2 separate regions of the Capra hircus genome follow, and region 2 is linked to region 1. The links are chromatin contacts, called in public Hi-C maps. All regions are on one chromosome and are shown on one strand. The core of a region is the stretch at or near the end of the contact, and the rest is flanking DNA. Distances in the headings are between cores, read along the strand shown.

What was found. A called contact is a pair of places that touch in the nucleus more often than the background predicts.
Region 2: a Hi-C map of blood shows a contact between it and region 1, with 2.0 times the contacts expected there. The contact joins the enhancer-like site here to the promoter of KIAA0232 in region 1. A contact is called at or near these places in 2 of 5 Hi-C or Micro-C datasets (both in blood).

Annotation. Positions count from the first base shown.
Region 1 is chr6:113,456,144-113,463,676 of ARS1.2, reverse strand. It overlaps KIAA0232, which reads right to left and starts at 2,737. Exons shown (of 8, transcript XM_018049764.1): 1 at 2,662-2,737.
Region 2 is chr6:113,533,324-113,540,183 of ARS1.2, reverse strand. It overlaps KIAA0232, which reads right to left. Exons shown (of 8, transcript XM_018049764.1): 7 at 4,609-4,717. Among named protein-coding and RNA genes, the nearest start is that of TBC1D14, 27 kb to the left of the region's middle. Within about 2 kb of position 2,358, at least 2 of the 5 cell types and tissues checked have an H3K27ac peak or open chromatin away from gene starts, as enhancers often do.

The sequences.
Region 1 (7,533 bases), core at 1,488-3,987:
GCTAGGCTGATCCGAGAACTGAGAGCCCTCTCTCGGGGCAGTGTGAGAAGGGAACCAGGACGACAGGTGAGGTTCAGAGCGGCTGGGGCCAGACTGCAGGGGGCCTTAAACGCGATGCTGCCGGCTCTGGATTCCGGTCTCCACACAACAGGCAGGCTTAGCAGCTTTCTGAGCCAGAGACTGACAAGATCCAATCTGTGTTTAGGAAAGATGGCCTGACAGCCGGGCAAAGTGCAGGTAGGAAGGGTCGGGGAGGAGCCTAAGAAAGCTGTAAGCCAGGAGAGGAATGGGAAGCTTTGACACATTAGCACTAGCTAATATTTTAAACAGGACTGAATCTTGACAGAACGACTTCACATCTCCCCTCACCTAATCATTCCAACCATCCTGTGAAACAGGTATCATTACTCTCCCCATTTTACAGATGAGAAAACTGGCTCAGAGGGCCATTAACTGCTCCAAGTCAAATGCTGCTACAACAGGGAGAACCTAGGCTCCGCAACGCTCCACACAAAGCAAAATAAAAACAATCTTACTGCTTTCAAAACTGTTACTGCAAAATAAAGCACAGAGTGATCTTTGACATCTTTAAAAGAGTTGCTAAAATTCCATTTACTTTTCTTAAATGGTTGCAACTTGTGTAGCAAATAAGCTAATTATCCTTAAAATAGTTACAGATTTGCCTTGTGTTAGCCTCACAGGAAAGACCTGTACTTTTCCTGAAAAACAAGGCACCTGTACCTCTACTTCCATCTTCTGCAATGTTAAATATTTAAGAGTAATATTCTCTACTTCCTTCAATGTTTCAGTGGCCAAACTAGATGACACAGGCTTATGTAAAAACTTACATGTGCCCAAACTGAAACAGTAAATATTTTTTGAATTACTAAAAATTAATTATTTAGCAAGTACAGTAACTGAATATAGAACACAATAAGTATTCATTGCAAGAAGCTTACATGTAAGTATAAATGTTAGTCGTTCAATCGGGTCCAACTCTTGGGGACCTCAAGGACTGTAGCCCGCCATGCTCCTCTTGTCCATGGGATTCTCCAAGCAAGAATACTGGAGTGAGTAGCCATTACCTTCTCCAGGGGATCTTCCCAATCCAGGGATCAAACCTGATCTCCTGCATTGCAGGCAGATTCTTTACCACTGAGCCACGAGGGAAACCCCAATAGTGTATACCTACGCACACATATAGGTATGTAAAAACACAATTTCAGGAATCATTTCTGTCACAAAGAAATGTCATCAAGAACCTAAAAACCACTTATGAATGGATCAACCCAAAATAACCGATGGAAGAATATGTGACCTTCAGGCTGCAAAGTGGGAGAACTCCCCATGTCGGATTCAGGTTTATTAACTGGTCAAGGTGCTCTGGCACCTAGCTAGCTCTAGGATTTGACTGTATAGTTAGTTTTACCCAGGACATTACCTATTATCAAAACTGCTTGCACCCAACTAACTCTTCACCGATCTTCTACCACTGTTTTGTTTTTTTTTTTTAACAAGCAAAGACTCAGACACGTAGAGCTCCCTCTTAGGAACCTGGACGGAGTATCAAATATCCAAGTATCCTAGACATCCAGGGGGATTCGCTGGTGGCTCAGTCGGTAAAAAATCGCCCTGCAATGCGGGAGACCCGGGTTCGATCCCTGGGTCGGGAAGATCTCCTGGAGGAGGGCATGTCAACGACACCCCAGCATTCTCGCCTGCAAAATCCCCATGGACAGAGGAGCCTGGAGGGCTACAGTCCACGGGGGGGATCGCAAAGAGTCGGACACACGGCTGAGCACAGCACACGCGCACGGGCTAGACATCCAAGCATCCACTCGCAAGTGATGAGCAGAAACCATATTTAGTTCTGTCCCCCCAACCCGCTAAATCTCCTACAGTTTGGTGTTTTGTTTTTTGTTTTTTTTGCTAGGTTGGCTTTCCTGAGCTTGTCTCTAGAGGACAAAAACTGAAAGGCGGCCAAGTAGAGAAATCGAAAACCCGGGTTCTGCCACGATTTTGGTGGTCTGCCCCTGGAGCCGGGGCAGGCCCGAGTACAAGCGCGCGCCGCCCCGCTCCGTCCCGAGGCTCAGGCATCTATCTCTCCGGTGACCATCCCGCTGCTCGGGGCGCCGGGGTTCCCGGGGCGCAGGCATCTCTCCCCGGCGACCACCCCGCTCCTCGGTGGCGCCGGGGGGTACGCTCGCGCTGGCGGCCAGCGCTGGAGGCCGGCTCCGGCCCTCCGGAGCGCGCGCGCGCGCGGCCGTATAACCTTCGCCGGACCTGGCGCCGCAGGGCCCGCCCCGCACGCGCAGAGAGCCACAGGCCCGCGCGCCCGCCCCCGCCGGCCGCTTCCCTTCCCCGGGGTCGGCGGGGAGCCCCTAAAGGACAATGCAGGACGGGAGGGGGCCAGCGCCGCCGCGAGCGCCCACCCCGGCGGCCCGGCCCGGCCCTCGGGGCCCCGCGCGCCCCGCCTCGCCTCCCCGGAGAGCCGCTCCCAGCGCGGCCCATTGTGCGCACTCATCGTCCGGCCCGCGCGCCGCCGCCGCCCGCGCCCCCCCAGGCGCCGGGGTCCCGCGCCCGGAGCGCACCGCACGCTGGGGGCCTGGCCCCGCCCGCCCCGGCCCAACCCCGGCCCAGCCCCGGCCCAGCCCGCGGTACCTGCCGAGCGAGCGGCCGGGCGGCGCGGCGGCCGCGGCGGGGGCGCCTCCTCGCTCCGCGGGCTCCGAGCGGCTGCCGAGCGCCGGGCGGGCCGGGGCGGGCGCCTGACGTAAAGCAGCGGCGGCGGCGGCGGCGGGCGGCGGCGGCAGCGGCGGCGGCAGCGGCGCCACTCGGCGGAGGGCGGGGGGCGGTGCACCGCGGCCGCTCCGCTCCGTTACCCGGCAACCGGCCTCAGCGCCCCGCCAGCCGGCCGCGCTCCATATCCTTCCGCCCAGGCGCCGGGATTACATCAGCGCCGCCGCCCCGCCCTGGCCCCGCCCCTCCGGCCGACTCCGGGGCGCCTCCGGGGGCGCGCGCGCGCACGCCGGGGAAGCCTGCTCTTGGTGGGAGCGATGCAGCCGCGGGTGGGTGCTGGGGTCGCAGGCGGGGAGGGCGTTGGAGGGCTGCAGGCGGGAGCCCCACCACCACCATCCCCAGTGTACGGGGCGTCGGAGCGGAGATGCACACCCCCTCCCCCGCCCCCGGGTGCAGGGGCGCGTGGGGCTCCTGAACTCCGTCACCGCCCCTCCCCGCCCCCGGGCCGCCGCCGCCCGGGTCCCCGCCTTCGCGGGCACACGCTCCACCTGTCTGTGCACCGCCCGCTCTTCCCCACCTCCTCGCCGCGTCCTGGGATGGCTGCAGTGGGCGGTTTAAAATACCGGTTTAAAAAAAAGAAAAAAATCCAGAAGACAAGCTAAGGAAATGCGACAGGGCTCTTTTTATTAAGGAGGCAAAAATAAATTCTGGAAGATTCGGAAGTGGGAACCAAAAATAGGCACTAACCTTTGAAGCAGAGTCTCTTCACACCCACCTACTTTTCCTAAATGTGATTCCTAGACCTGTCCTGAAAAAAGGCACCAGACAGGAAGGAGCCCGAGAGGTTACCTGCTTAACTTCGGAGGGAGGGTGACCTGCCTAGACGTTATGGTGCCATGTTGGATTTGTTGAGCGCCTACTGGGTGCCGGGCTCTGAGCTTTGTTGTTCAGAACTTGCAAAGGCAGTTTCCCGAAGCAGTTCCTGGTGGGGGAGAAGCTGACCTGCGGGCTGAGATGGGGAAAACTGGACACTATGAGCTGCAGGTGCTGGAGAAACGACCATGAGCTATTGATACCTGCACAGTCTCTGCCCAGTCCTTCTCTGTACACCTGTGTGTGCTCTTGAGAAGAATGCTGGATCAAGGCATGATCATCCCTCCACCTGAGGCTCTGAGAAAGTAAAGGATTCCACCTCAACCTCTGGCTTCCCTGATAGCTCAGTTGGTAAAGAGTCTGCCTGCAATGCAGGAGACCCTGGTTGCGTTTCCTGGATTGGGAAGATCCGCTGAAGAAGGGATGGGTTACCCACTCCAGGTTCTTGGGCTTTCTTGGTGGCTCAGCTGGTAACCAATCCACCAGCAATGTGGGAGAGCTGGGTTCGATCCCTGGGTTGGGAAGGATCCTCTGGAGAAGGGAAAGGCTACCCACTCCAGTATTCTGGCCTGGAGAGTTCCATGGACTGTATAATCCATGGGGTCGCAAAGAGTCAGACACGGCTGAGCAACTCTCACTTTTACTGTTCCTGACTAGGTGAGGTTTTCTGGCTCCCCTGAACTGCACTCTCTTACAGGATTTGAACCCAGGCATCTGGCTCTAAGGTCTGGGGTCTGTCTGCTCCTTTACACAGCTCCCTCCCTTCATCAGCTTGCTCCCCCTTTTATTTCAGTTGAGTGTGTCAACGTGAATCACAGTGCATTCAGCCAGTATCTTCTGAGCACCTATTCTGGGTCTGGCTGGAGGCCAACCCTGGGTGGCTCTGCCCTCTTGGAAATCAAACTCTGGAAAGAGGGAGAGGATGAAAGGGTGTGGGAAATCCAGGATGACTTGGGTGCAAAGAAGGGGCAAATAATGGAGTCTAGTTTTTAGGTGTCCTCAGACCTGGGATTTCACAGACCTCTGAAATTCCCTACCAATATAAGGGATTGGCAAAGAGTGGTCAGCTTTTAATTTTTGCCACACTGTTAACTTTGTTGTCATCTATACTGATTATCATCGACTCAGTGGACATGAATCTGAGCATACTCCGGGAGATAGTGGAGGACAGGGGAGCCTGGCATGCTGCAGTCCATGGGGTCGCAGAATTGGACATGACTCAGCAACTGAACAACGACATGCTCAGTATCTAGTGAAAAGGACTTGTTAACAGTAAATAATAAAAATACAGTCGGCCCTCTGTATCCGTGGGTCTGCCTCTACAGATTTAACCAACCATGGGTCAAAAATATTGAGGGGGGGGAATTCCAAAAAGTTTCATAAAGCAAGATTTTAATTTGCCACAACAATTTACATATCATTTACATTGTAATAACTATTTACATTGCATTAAGGATTATAGGTAATCTAGAGATGGTTTAAAGTATGGAGGAGGGGAATATGCACGGGTTATATGCAAATACTGTGCCATTTTGTATAAGGAACTTGAGTATCCTCCAGTTTGGGTATCAAAAGGGCCCTGGAACCAACCGTGGCTGAACAGAGGGATGACTGTAGTAACAATAAATCTCAGAGGGTCTCAGAAGAGAGGGAACACGGTTGGCAACTTTGTACACACACACACATACACACACAGACAGGGTTTACTGACTTTTTTCTCATTTTGCCACAGACACGTTTTTATAAACCATGAACTAGTAGAACCAGAAGTCTTCTTTGGTGGAAGAGGTATTTAAGCTGAGTAGGAAAGAACTAGGACCAAGTATGATTTTGAGGTGGCGGGGGAAGATTACAGGTGAGAGAATGAAAGCATCTTGTTTACTGTTTCCTTAATAGAAGTGCCCCCTTGCCTTCAGATTATTTGTTTTAATAAAAGTCATAGAAGACTTGGGTGACTCCAGCCTCGGACCTTAACACTTGCTGATTCCTCTTCACAGAACCCTCTCTCCCCAGATGTTTGCACAGCTGGCTCCTCCTTGCTCAAGGCTCAGCTACAGTGTCACGTGGGCCTTTATACTTGCTGATTCCTCTTCAAAAATCTGTCCTCTCTCCTCCTTGCTCAAGGCTCAGCTACAATGGCACCTGCTCAGAAACACCTTCCCTGTTCCCCACTTTAGATAACCCAGCTCCCCAGTCACAATGTTTTATTTCGGCTTTTTTTCACAGCTCTGGTCAGTATCTGAAACTATCTTGGTTATATGTGTGTTTAGTCCTTAGGCTCAGCCTCCCTTCCACCCAAGACCCGTATCCTCGGAGAGCAGTCAGCTTGCGCGTGGTGCTCACTGACCCACCACTGGCTCTGCAGTTTGTAGACAAGGACTGAACGATCATCTGTAAAGTGGTCCAAGCGGACACGCATGAGAAAACAGCTCTGTGTTCGTGGACGTGGTCGGGAACAGCGTTCCCAAGCACGAACCCACATTCTTTAGTGTGCCAGCCCACCCTGGACATTCCTTACAGCCCCTGGGTAGAAATCAGCTTGGACAGACTGGGGATTACCGTGGCTTCTCTGCTCTTGTGGGGCTGAGGTCCCCAAGGAGTGCAGAGGGGGCCCAAGGACTCTGGTATTAATGCACAGTTGGTGTGGAGTCAGAGGGGTCCCGCTGCAGGCCTCTGTGTCTGGCTGCCATCATTCATTTCGCCAGCCTCAAAACCTCCAGCCTGGGCTCTCTGACCCCTGTGTGAGGACAACGCAGCAAGAGTGCAATGTGACAACTCCAAGTGCCCTCTGACTTGGATGTTCGGGATGCCAGCGAGGATTCCCATGGATGCCAGCTGGGGCGGCGCTTCTGCAGCCTGCGTGGGGACCAGGCTGAGTGCAGAATACTTGGTGATGCTCCACTGCCCCACGCTGACAGAGAGCAGGGGCCGGTCCTCCTTGGCTCTGTGACCTTGGGTGTGTAATCTCCTGCTCTGGGCCTCAGTTTCCCCTTCCCAAGGGACTTACGCAAGATTTCAAAAGTCTCCTTTTTTTTTTTTTTTTTTTTACTTTTTCCTGTGAACTTTGGAAACAAGGGCTTCCCTCATGGCTCAGCTGTTTTAAAGAATCCACCTGCAACATGGGAGACCTGGGTTCAATTCCTGGGTTGGGGAGATTCCCCTGGAGAAGGGAAAGGCTACCCACTCCAGTATTCTGGCCTGGAGAAGTCCATGGACTGTATAGTCCACGGGGTTGCAAAGAGTCGAACAGGACTGAGCGACTTTCACTTTTGGAAACAAAATTTCATCGAAGCTACCCTTTGATGAAAGCGGGAGGCTGGGGAGGAGTAACTGGAGGTGTATGGGATATTTCTGACCTTCCCACTCAATTTTGCTCTGCACCTTAAATTGCTCTAGGAAATAAACCCTGGCTTGAAAAGTAAAAGAATGCGTACACTCTTCAGCTGCGTGCAGCCCTGACACCACCAGGCCCTTTGCTAACACGCCTCCCCACGCCCAGCCGAGCATCAGGTACCTTTCTCACAGCATTCCGACCCCCACCCCAGCCAGCAGAGGAAGACACAGCTAGAGCCACGCGGCTGTGGAGGGGTTAGGTGGCCCCAGGCCACGCTGCTGCTACCGGAATTTGGGCACCGGAATTTGACTAGCCTGCTCTTTGCCTTGTGCTTCACTCTGTCCTGTGAGTCCATCCCAAGCCAGCTTTTATTTATTTTTTTAATTCAATTTCTTAGTTGCAACATCCAGGATCTAGTTCCCTGACGAGGGATCAAACCCGGGGCCTCCTGCATTGGGAGTGCAGAGTCTTAGCCACTGGACCACTAGGGAAGTCCGAACAGTCCGCTTTTGACTGAATGATCTCTGACCAGAGAAGCTCCCCTTTGTGTTCCTTCGCTTCCTATAAGATTCTCGGCTCGGACGCTGTCA
Region 2 (6,860 bases), core at 1,109-3,608, 77 kb before region 1:
GTGGGAGGCAAGGCAGACCAAAGGGTCGCAGCCGCAGAGCTCGGTGCCGGGAGAGGCAGCCGCGAGACTCCCGGGTTGTGCGTGGCGCTGGCGGCTACTGCGAGTTAGTAGTAAGGAGGAGGACAGTCCACTTACCCTATTAAAATCTAACAGACGCTCTTCATTACTGGGCATTTCTTTAACATCTGGATACTCTTCTATACCATTCTCTCCCTTGGCATTTGTATAACATTCTTAAATCATTTTGAATGGAGAAGGGAAAAGAGGGAAAGGGGGGAGATTGCATTAAGACACAGTCATGGAACATACCACTCTTGTTTCATTGTTTTTGCTGAGCAGTCAGATCACGAAAAGCAGACATGGTCAGCATCAGCTAGCCAGGTGTGCGCCAGGAAAACGTTAGGCCAGTTTAAAAAAATGTTTCTAATGAATTGTTCATGGAGTAAAAAAAAAAAAAAAAAAAAAGAGGCCAACATAACCTCACAGTCTTGTTAATCCCACCACGAGACACTCTCTCAACACCATACTCACACCTCTCAAGTGACAGGCCCTGGTAACACAGGATTAAAAAGGCCCGCAAGGCCCCGGGGGTGGACGTGGTGTGGAGGGAGATGGATGACGCGCCATGAACACGCTGCTGGACAAGGGGACAAACGCATCTCAGACGAGACGAGGGGTGACGGGAGAACACAGAGCAGGCAACATCCTGTCTGTCTTTCCTCAGCTCAGCACAGCCTAAGCCATCTGACAGGGAGGGGCAGGAGGAGGGGGCTCGCAGGCTGACTGGGGGGCTTCGGACTGCACGCTGGGACTCGAAGGCATCAAGTGCCAGTCACCTGGTCCCATGGTTCTCAACCCTGCGTTCCCGTGCAGATCACCTGGGGAGCCTTAAGACCAGCCTGGAAGCCCCAGGCCCCGCCTGAGACTTCACACTTGGTCTGGGGCAGGCTCTGGTTTCAGCTGTTTCCGGCAGGGCTCCCCGGTGATCCTGATGCATGGCCAGGGCTGAGGCCCACCTTAACTCAGATCAGCCCCCAGGCACCTTCGCTGTGTGGGAAGGGTGCAGAGGAGGAGACCTGACCTCCTGTGAGTCAGCATCCTGCCAGCCGGCTGGCAGTCACTGCGCGGCGCGAGATGAGACATACCCGATGAGACGGGGACCCGCAGGGCCCATGGCGGCAGGGCCAGCTCGAGGACTGCGCCCTCCCACCACCCCCGGGGTAGGGCCTGTGCACCCTGTTTGGCCTCCCCAGGAAAGGCTGCACTCTCCGCAACCTTCAGTTCTGACAGCCTGGGGCCCTCAACCAGCCTGGGGCCCTCAACCTCCCTGGTGCACATTCATGAGAAACCCCAGGCTCTGTGATGAGACAGGCTGTCAGCTGACTCGGGGAGATTCTACTTAACTGTGCTATAACTAGGGGCTAATTACTGAAAGAGCCCCAGTGCTCTCATCTCTAGAGAAATTTCTATGCAAGTTAAGACAGGTGCGCGGCCTCAAGTGCAAGGCTGGTACACACGGTAAACGTCTTCTCGAGTGCTGCTACCCAAAGCCTGGCTTTGGGCCCACCTGCCTTGGGACAGCTGGTTAAGACGCTCCACTGAGGCAGGAACCCAGCACCCAGCCCAGGCCATCAGCTTTTCTCAGCTCGCCTGCCAAGCTCTACCATCCCGATGCCCCACGGCACTCGGCTGCCCCTTGGATGAGGTGGGAAGGTGACTATGTCCTTGGCTGGAACGCGCCAGGAGGTGGAGTGGGTCCCCCCCAACCCATCGCCGTCCCGTTCTCTTCCTGCTTTAGGGTTCTATGCGGACACAAGGGGTCAGTGGATGCCCCAGGCATCAGGAAAGGGCAATGCTGACTGTTGTCAGGGTTCTTCATGGTATCCATGGCCCTGGTGACCACAGGCCAGGCCAGTTCTGGGCATTTCAGTCTTTACAACTATTCTCTAAGAGCCATCTCTTTCAGCCTCTTTTTACAAATACAGACTGTGGAGCACAGAAAGGCTTGTCGTCACCTGAGGTCTAGCAGCTGGAGAAGGGAAGCAGTGGGTTCCAGCCCTGCTCTGTCTGCTGAACCCTTAACCGTCACCTGCACTGAGTCCCTGCAGGGCCCTCTCTCTAAGACCAAAAGAACACGCACACTTTTCGAACTGAGTGTGTGAGCCCTGCAGGCGGAAGCTCGGGACAGCCCAGGGGAGGCACACAGTCCGCTTGGCCCTCGTGGCCAGGGCCCTGGGCACAGCAAGTGCGCTTCTGCTCCCGCTGGCAGGCGCCCTGTGCATAGCAAGTGTGCTCCTGCTCCCCGCGGCGGGCGCCCCGGTGGGCACCTCTGTCCACAAATGGTCTCGGCTGTCACACGCCACCTGCCCCGGCCCCTGTGTGGACTGCGCCTGCAGCTAGTCCCGGCTTGGGTCCTGATTCCCTGGGGTCCCTGCATTTCCAGCGCCCAGAACAGCGGCTGGCATGAGATGAGTGTGCAAGAAGGCTTTACCAAAGGAGCGTGTGTGTGGACGCACAGCAGGGCAAGGGAGGGGTTCCCTCACTGCCCTCCAGGGTCGTGCTGCTGCCCTCCGGGGTCTCCGTCTCCCGACTCGCTCGGAAAAAGGGACACTCCTCCTCCCCCACAGGGAGGCTGGGGCTGCCTGGTCAGGCCCTGACTCAGAGCTGCACGGGCTTCTTATGAGGCATGAGCGGCGTCAGAAGCTTCAGGAGCGAGGGGAGTCGGCAGGCCTGGCTGCTGAGCAGGTGAGAGGTCACTTGCTCTCCGGGCTGAGCTTCTCCTCAGACTGTGCCCCGCCCGCCCCCACCCCCCACAACCCCGCCAGGCTGGAAGAACTGGGCTTCATGACATCACCACCAGGGGTAGCTGGGAGTGGCAGGTCATCTGAAAGCCTGGCTACCATGCTTTGTCCACTGAACATTCCTGCACGCCACACCGCAATTACAAAGAGCTCTGTGTGCCTCAAGCCGCGTGCAGCACCTACAACGCACGGCACGGAAAACCACAGGCCAAGAGCTGGAGCGGCTGCCTCGCTAGTGACAGGAAACCAGGCCGAGGCCACCAAGACGTCCCCGTGGCCCAGGGAAGCCCACCCGGGGTGCTTAGGGGTCACCCTGTGCAGGCCCTCACCCACCCCCGCTCCGGGCAGGCGCGTCCTGGGTGCGGGGCCCCCTGGCCCTCCTCATCTGCATTCCCCACGGCTGCAGCTGGGACTCGCTCAGCCAGGGCAGCCACTGGACTCAAGTCAGGGTCCAGTCTGCACTCCTATTGTCCCTGTATCTCCCGGGCGCCGCGTGTGGAGGCCGCTGGAGAGCACGCTTGGACCTCAGGGCTACAGCCAGCACTCAGGCCTGGGCTGAACAGCTGGAGCCGTTCAGATGGATGCACCATCTGAGGCAAAACCAGGCTTTCTGTGGGGGCTGTAAAGACTGAAGCACCTTGGAAATAAGGAAGAGTGGCTAAATATTAGCTAATGGCAGAGGAGCCGGCCTTCAGTAGAGGCTGTTAAATAAAAAAGATGCTGGAAATGAAGACTCTGCTGCCCTCATGACCCTGGGGAGGCAGGGGTGGGGAGCCACTTCTGTGCCCACAGGACAAAGAGAAGACGCGGACAACCCCAGGTCCCCCGGTCGGCTGAGGCCAGGCTGCGAGGGCACTGCCCCGCGGGCGGGGAGGGGAGACGGGACGCACAGGCGAACATGCGAATACCAACCGGAGCCCGGCCTCCTCCCAGGGCCCTGAGTGGAAAGACCTCGAGACCAGCGCTGCAGCTGGCGGGGCCTAGGCGACCACGGCAGGCCGCACAGGCTCAGCCCCGAGCTGACTGCTCGGCCGCCTCCTCGGTTCTCTCCTCCCTGAGAATGGCAGGCCACGGCTGTTTATCGCTTCCGAGGAGGCGCCCCCACCGGGAGGTTCATGGATGAGAAGCCCTTTCCCAGTCTGCCCCCACGTCCCTCTCCCTGGTCTGCCCAAGCACCCTCCCACGGCTCGCAGTCACAGAAAGTCACTCAGCAAACTCTGGCCTCCGCCACACAGCCCCCTGGGGCTGCTCTCTGCTCTCCTTCCCCCCAGGGGCCTTTATCTTGTCATACCAGACGGTGACAAGAGGCCAGGAGCCCAGCAGGTGCCCTCCAGTCCTTCCCCACTCCGATTCTCTTGCTAGAATTGCTTTAGGAAAAAAACGCACCCGACCTGACACCCTCCAACGTGAGCTCTTGCAAGCGGCCCTCTCCTTCCTGTTCAAACTCCACCTAACGCGGCAGAACTCATGAGCCTGCTGACCAACTCAGCTCATCCCCTGCTGGTCTCTCCAGCCTCGGCTGGGCCCGGGGGCAACTCTGATTCCCACCCTGACTGGCCACCGACTCTCCCACCTTTGCCCCCCTCCCTGGGGGCTTACGTGTCTCCACGGCCCACCCCGCCCTAGGCTGCTGGTGGGTGTAAGAGTGGTGTCCAGCCCACGCTCACCTCTTGTGTCCCCAGTTGCCCATGACCAATGCCTGTCACACAAAATGCTTCCGGACCGATATTCACAGCGAAAGGAACAGACTTCTCTTTAAGGAGCTAAGAGATCTGAGCGGGTGAAGGGTCCTGCCAGGTCTCCTTACCTTCACACTCCGAGGCGGGGAAAAGAGGCGAGTACAAGGCTTTCTCCCACCAGGTTTGTTTCTCTTGACTCCGGTTCATTCCATGCACATCAGTGTTCAATACAGGGAACTGCTTAGATTAAACCAAATACAGACCAAGTTTATAAACTTTCAAGATAAAAGGGAAAACTCAGACATTATTAGCTAGTGGCTGCTAACCCAGGATTTTTTAATTGGTGACTTTATTTTTTACTATTTTACCGGCGTCCCTGGTGGCTCAGCTGGGAAGGAACCCGCCTGCAACGCAGGAGACCCTGGTTCTGATCCCTGGGTTGGGAAGATCCCCTGGAGAAGGCAAAGGCTGCCCACTCCAGCATTCTGGCCTGGAGAACTCCACGGACTGTATAGTCTCTGAAGTCGCAGAGTCAGACACGACTGAGTGACTTTCACTTTCACTGTTCTACTAGACAAGGTGAACAAAAAAGCCACGTTCACAGCACATAAAGGAAGTTTTTCTTAAAAAAGGCACTGATACTGCAAATGGAATACGAAAAATACAACATTATCACAAGACAAAAACAGCAGGAAATAGCCTTGAGGAGAGCAAGTTTCCAGATCTTGGAATAGCAGAGCTAGTGGGGGTTGGGGGTGTGTGTGTGTGGCCCTGAGCCCCTTCTTCCCACTCAAGTGTGGGGAGGACTCTCTTCTCCTTCACACACTCAGGCAGGAGGGAGTCAAAGAAGCAATACCAACCTAATGGTCTTTACAGCAATGATCTGCTTCAGTGAGAACCAGAAGGAAGCTGAGGCTAAAACCAAATAACCAAACGGACAGTAATTCAGCTTCAAAACAGGAAACGTACATGGACACGAGAGGAAAGTGGGACTCTGGAGCACGGGAGAGACCCCACATCCTCTGCAGGCCCCAGGCCCTGGCACAGCGGAAGCTGCCCATGCCGGGGAGGGGGACCAAGTCCAAGCCCAGGCCCCACCCTTCACTGGCAGAGCTCTTGAGCTCCAGCAGGACCTGCCCACCATCCTGGGAGGGGCCAGCTGCGGCCACCACGGGTGCACCCTGGGATGCTGGGGACAGGGCAACCCCCCCTCCCTGCTCCTTTCCTGCTCAGCCTGACACCGGGCCCTCCAGGGTGAGGCCCGCTTTGGGCATCTCCGCACCTCCCATCGCCCCTCACAGCCTCAACAAGGGCCTGCTGGGTCGATGCGCATGCTCTGTGAACGCTCCACAGGCCTTTGTTTCAGAAGATGTTTCATCACAAGTTTAGACCCTGATCTGTTTCAGCAACCGATGATTTTCAATTCTGATAGGATTTTATTTATTCTGAACAAACAACGTAAATCACTTTATCAAAACCTTTTTGGACTCAGGAATGTGTGTTTATTAAGCTAAAGGGGAAATATATGTCAGCTCCTGATTTTCGTTTAACTTCTCAGAAACACTCTTCAATCAGAAACTGAAGAGGATTTCGTTCTGTCCACCCAGAGCAGCCACTCAACTGCCACCATTCTCTCTTGCAGTGTATTCCAACAATAACGATTAGAAAGCTATTAGACAAGTAGACACCAAGGTGAACTGCACCGATGAGGCCGGGGCTAATGCAAATGAAGCCAGCAACGTGCCAGGGCTGCGGTTAATTCGAGGTGATGATTCCTGCATTGGGCACGCAGCTCACAGGACCGGAAGGCCTCGCTGGAAAGCCTCAGCCTTCTCTGCAGGGCACACCTGTCTGCATGCAGATCCTCAGCGCTAAGGACGGCTCCCTGGACAAACGTGTCTCCATCACCCAAGGCACTACCGAGAGGCGATGGATTCAAAGGTAACCAGCTCCTACCTGTGAAAGAAAAACACCTGGGGCGGCCGTGGAACGATCGAGTGTTTATTCAGGTGGGCGCAGCTGGCCTGCTTCTCCTTTAATCCCTTCCCGGATTCAGGGCGTGGGGTGAAGAGCAGGAAAAGGGACAGGACCCGTCAGGACAGACAGGACAGGTGGGGAAGAGCAGGCTGGGGGCGCCAAGGGGCAGACAGGTGGCTGGGCAGCAAGGACAGGAGGAGATGAGACAGACACAAGCCAACCGGACAGCGAGTGCAAGGGCAGGAGCTGCGTCTCGCTGACAGGCACCCCTCCGGGAGAAGGGCTGGCACAGAGTGGGGACGCCACGGCCGCTGGCCTTGAGAAAAGCTCCCCTCCCGGCCGGAGGCCCTGATGGTCCAGCACACCGCTCCCGCGGCCCTGATGAGACCACCGTTAGTTGCGT